2 separate regions of the Ovis aries genome follow, and region 2 is linked to region 1. A link is a contact called in public Hi-C data. All regions are on one chromosome and are shown on one strand. Each heading gives the region's core, a stretch centred on a gene start, on an enhancer-like site or on the middle of the called end of the contact. The rest is flanking DNA. Distances are from core to core; before and after follow the strand shown. Region 1 overlaps ADGRG1 (adhesion G protein-coupled receptor G1). Region 2 has its middle 25 kb from the start of KIFC3.

Region 1 (2,597 bases), core at 51-2,550:
GGCTCTCCCTGCAGGAGGGCAGGACTAGGCTCACACCTGGAGACCCACTGGGGCAGGGGCCCCCCTCCCCACACACACACCCCTGCTCCCAGCTGTGCTTAAAGGTCCCAGGCACCCTGATAAATGCTAGGTGAGCCACCCAGGACTGTGATTCATCCTCACCACCACTGAGGTGGAGACGAGACACCACGGGGGAGGCAAGCTGCCCTGGCTCCCGTCCAGAGCGAACCATTTACCACCCAAGTGATCTGGGGCCGGCCCCACCCACCTCTGACTCTGTAAGACAGGGCTCCTGGTGGCATCCCAGCCTTGTAAGCCAGTGGTTCTATGCCCGCAGAGTGTTGGTCAACGGGCTGCCTGGTCAGGCTGGACTCCCAAGCCCCACACCAGACCTGGAGCCTCTGCCCCTCACACGCCGTTATTGTTTAGTCACTCAGTGCAGCTCTTTTGTGACCCCACGGACTGTAGCCCACCAAGCTCCTCTGTCCCTGGGATTTCCCAGGGAAGAATACTAGGGTGGGCTGCCATTTCCTTCTCCAGGGAATCTTCCCAACTCAGGGATCCAACCCGAGGCTCCTGCCCCATCTTCTGCATGGCAGGTGGGTTCTTTACCGCTAAGCCCCTCACATATATTCCATCACAAAACGTTTATGCATCCCTGACAGTACCCTGCATGTATGTGTGCACGTGTTTTCATCCTAATGTTACTGCTCTCCTGGCAAAAAAAAAAAAAAAAAAAAGGAAAAAAAAATTGGGAAAAAAACCCATCAAGCTCATAGCAGCTACTGGGTAAAAATTCCCCGCTACTTCTGATTTGCTGAATGAAGAAAAAAATCTTTTGTGCTATTTTCAGAGATGCTGAATGTCAGTGTGGAGGATCTGTGATAATGCATTTCAGTGAACTTCCTGGGGTGTTTCTGACCCATCGTGGGTTTGGGCACCTCTGATGTGAACTCCTCGTGGCAAAGGTGGGCATATAGGGTTGAGCATAGGCTGTGGACTGCCCCCTACCCCACCACATCAGAACACAGAAGTTAATTCTGATGGCAGTTAGGGAAAGCTTCAAGGGGAGGGCGTGTCTTCACTGAGTTTAGAAAGATGAGTTGGGTCATGGAAAGAGGGAAGCGATCCAGACAGAGAGGCTAGTCGGGGGATGGATAAGCCTGCGGTCCACGCGTGTGTTACTGGCAGGAGAATGCCTGGGGGCCTAGGTCATCTTCCTGGGGAGGCGCCTGCCTGGGAAGGGTTAACCCCAGAGCCACCAAGGTCCTGTCCACTCAACTTCCACCTCTGTCCTCTGAGGAAATGGGTTTTCCAGGGGCCTGGACTGGGCCAGCAGTGACCCGTGGCTCTAAACGGATGGCAGAGGAAGTGAGTCAGGCCTCAGGGGAGAAAGTGAGCCATGAGTCCCCTGCCCATTACCCTCTCCCCCACCGTGAGGATGGGCAGGGCTGGGCCTGCACTGGAGCCGGGGCATCTCCTCCTGGGCCCAGCCAGCCCGAGGGATGGGCAGCCGGGAGTCTTAGCTTAGATGAGCCCTGGCCCCTCCGCTCTGCCTTGATCCTTGGGGACTCTGTGATGGTGGCCCTCATTGTGTCAAACTGGGCCAGATTGTTTTGTTCTCTGCGTGTGTTTACGGAAGGCCTGAGGTCAAGGGCAGCTGCTCTAGAAGGGGCTGGTGGGGGAGGGGCCTCTACTGGAGACTCGGCCCCCTAAATTCTCTCTCCCAGGCTGGAGTTATCTGCACAGCCTGTGGTCTTGGCTGCCACCCACCCACCATTTCTCTCTCCTTTTGTTTGGGGGTCTCCCCAAACCAGAGGAGCAAGAATCTCTAGAAACTATTGGCTCCAGCTCTCCAAGGAGTTCTCTAGAATGACACTGAGGTCCGTGTCTTAGCTCCACCGGTGGGGAAGCTTACAACATCCACTGCCCTAGTCTCAGTTTTCTGATCTGTAAAATGGCAAAACAGCAGGACCGGCCTCACAGGGTGGCTCTGAGGATCTCATGAGAGTGTAGATGGTGCCCCCGTCCAGCCCTCCTTTCCCTCAGAGGCTTCTGGGGACCGGCTCATGTCCGTGCTGTGAGGTGGGAAGTTTTCTGGGTGGGGTTTCAGTCTTCCCAGAAAGGAAATTTCATGCTCGAAGAATTTCCTGTTGAGGTGCTTTGGAAGTTGAGCTGGGGCCCACGAGGGGGTGACGTGGAGGGTGAGAGGGAAGATGTAGGAGTAGGGACCTGTGACGGGCCCAGGGGGCTGGGTGAGGGGCAGGCGTGAGCTGGTCAGGAAGGATACAGAGGTACTGAGCCAACACCTATGGCACCTGCCTTGTGCATATTCCTGCTCTAAATCCTCTATAGATACCAATTCATTCAGTTCTCACAATGACCTTTGAAATAGTCTTGATTTTTATACCTATTTACAGATGACAAAAGTGAGGCCCAGAGAAGGTGAGTAACTAGTCCAGAGACACATGGACATTGAGTAGAGGAATTGATATTTAAACCCAGTCTGGCTCCAGAGTCTACTCTACTAAGGATGGGTTAAAGGAAACCAGGCAGTCCCTCCCCCTCAAATTCCAAGAAACTCTATAAGGCTAGAG
Region 2 (2,597 bases), core at 60-2,559, 180 kb after region 1:
ATCTCATCCTCTGTTGTCCCCTTCTCCTGCCTTCAATCTTTCCCAGCATGAGGGTCTTTTCCAATGAGTCAGTACTTCGCATCAGATGGCCAAAGTATTGAAGCTTCAGCTTCAGCATCAGTCCTTCCAATGAATATTCAGGACTGATTTCCTTTAGGATTGATTGGTTTGATCTCCTTGCTGTCCAAGGGACTCTCAAGAATCTTCTCCAACACCACAGTTTAAAAGCATCAGTTCTTCGGCGCTCAGCTTTCTTTATAGTCCAACTGTCACATCCATACTGACTACTGGAAAAACCATAGCCTTGACTGTTCAGACCTTTGTCGATAAAGTAAAGCAAAGGCACAGACTCAGTTAAAAGTGAAGGCTGTATGCTTAGCCCATTTTGCTTGTGCTTTTATGTTGTCAGATTCCATTTCAGGGGAAGAATCAGAACTCTCAGATTATAAACAAGCAGAATTATGGGCTACACCAAGCTTCTAGGTAGACAACATTCCTGAAAAATTACATAATTTGGGGGGTAGGATAGATATCAAGAGGATTACCAAGACAAGTGGCCCCAAAGTTATAAGCCAATGGACTACCTCAAAAAATGTATTTCATGATGTGAATGAAAAAAGGAAAGGACAGAATGCCATGCTGAGGTTCAACTGCAAGTAGGAAAATGAAAAACTACTTTCAATGCCTGGGGGTGGAGGGAATATCTATAAAATGCAGGCCTCAAAGAAAACAAGGACCGGAGTATAGGTTCATGCACATATCATTTCTGTAGCCATAAAACCCTAAAACGTTTTCTAATAATAAGAAAGGAGGACTTCCCTGGTGGTCTAGTGGTTAAGAATATGCCTTGCAATGTAGGGGATGCAGGTTTGATTCCTGGTCAGGAAACTAAGATCCCACATGCCAAGGAGCAACTAAGCCCACGGTCTACAACTAGAATCCTCCCATCGCAACAAACGATCCGGCACGATGCAACAGATTCCTCCCGTGTGCTGCAACCGAGCCCCAACACGGCCAAATTAATTAATTAACTTTAAAAAAAGAAGAGGAGCATAAACCTGGAGCCCAGATGGCTGGACACAACATCCAGGGTAAAGGAAGCAGAGGCTGGCATTCCCAGGGCTGGCAGGCACACAAGGACAAGAAGGCTAAGATGAGGCAGGGACACCCGGGAACGCACACACGCCACATCTAAGCAACAGTAAGACCAAAGGCCAAACACCCAAGAAAGAACCCTTGGCAACGCAAGGGGCACAAGCGTTCGAATGGCACTGAGGTCAGCAGCTGTGTGCTAAGTATGAGTAATAAGACACTCAGCTGAGCACAGTATAAGAAAGCCCATTGAAGATCCTGGAAATATGCAGCTTACTAATACATGGGATAAAAAGAGAATTAAGGAAGCTTTCAGCCGAAACCAAAGTTTGGGATGAAGCAAAACATGAAAGAAGCACAGATATTTTCTATAGCTGACCACTTCCTTATTTTGTTCTCTTTTTCCAAAAGAGTAAATCGCCTCTTTTGTTTAGTGTTCTTCACTAGTAATAAGAAATCGCTGAGTAGAACAGCTCCAAATCCCCAAGCAATGCATAGCTTTGGGTGGTTTGTTAGTTGTGTCATTCAACATCCTATCATTAGCCGGCGAATTAAGAGAAATACCACCCTTTTTTTTTTCGTATTGGCAATCTCATGCAGATATTGTTAGGGTTCTGCCATTAAAGGTGTGTGTTGTTGGGGGGGTTGCCCTTAGACTTCCTTCTAACCATGTCTGAGAAATGCTGATTCAACAAGCATTATTATTTGTTTCAGTTTCTTGTTTTCAGGGCTATTACTCATATCTGGAAGAACTACCCTAGACTGAAATGAATAATTCAAATATGAATCATGCAAAGTTTCTAATCTCCTTTTTTAGTCTTCAAAAATTTCTTTTTCACAGTCATCATGTAGTGATCCAATGGAGTAATATTAAAAAGGATCTCCCTACATCCTGAGCCCTATCCTTTTAAGTACATTTAGATTCTGATAGAATACAAAGTATTACTTTTAGTACAAACTCATGGCTCTTACTCCTTCCTGGCCGCTTTCTTTCCTGGTGAGTGCTGTTTTGTTTTCAAATTTGCCCAGTCATTTAACATAGTATTGAAATGTGGTGCTGGAGAAGACTCTTGAGAGTCCCTTGGACTGTAAGAAAATCAAACCAGTCAATCATAAAGGAAATCAGCCCTGAATATTCATTGGAAGGACTGATGCTGAAGCTGAAGCTCCAATACTTTGGCCACATGATGCAAAGAGCCCACTCATTGGAGAAGACCTTGATGATGGGAAAGATTGAAGGCAGAAGAAGAAAAGGGTGGCAGAGGATGAGATGGTTGGATGGCATCACTGACTTAACGGACATAATTCTGAGCAAATTCCAGGAGATGGTGAAGGACAGGAGAGCCTGGTGTCCTGCAGTCCATGAGGTTGCAAAGAATTAAACATGACTTAGCACTGACAACAACATCCTCAGTCTATTTTAAGTAAATTTAGATTCTGATGGAATGCCAAGGGTTACTTTTTGGTACAAACTTTTGCGGCTCTGGCCACTTTCTTTCCTAGTG

Evidence for each region. A called contact is a pair of places that touch in the nucleus more often than the background predicts.
Region 2: a contact with region 1 is called in a Hi-C map of liver, with 2.9 times the contacts expected there. The contact joins two enhancer-like sites. A contact is called at or near these places in 2 of 16 Hi-C or Micro-C datasets (liver and mixed tissues).

Annotation. Positions count from the first base shown.
Region 1 is chr14:25,215,476-25,218,072 of ARS-UI_Ramb_v3.0, forward strand. All of the region lies in intron 1 of ADGRG1 (adhesion G protein-coupled receptor G1), which reads left to right. Among named protein-coding and RNA genes, the nearest start is that of TRNAG-CCC, 19 kb to the right of the region's middle. Within about 2 kb of position 1,301, at least 9 of the 54 cell types and tissues checked have an H3K27ac peak or open chromatin away from gene starts, as enhancers often do.
Region 2 is chr14:25,392,947-25,395,543 of ARS-UI_Ramb_v3.0, forward strand. No RefSeq gene overlaps it. Among named protein-coding and RNA genes, the nearest start is that of KIFC3, 25 kb to the left of the region's middle. Within about 2 kb of position 1,310, at least 4 of the 54 cell types and tissues checked have an H3K27ac peak or open chromatin away from gene starts, as enhancers often do.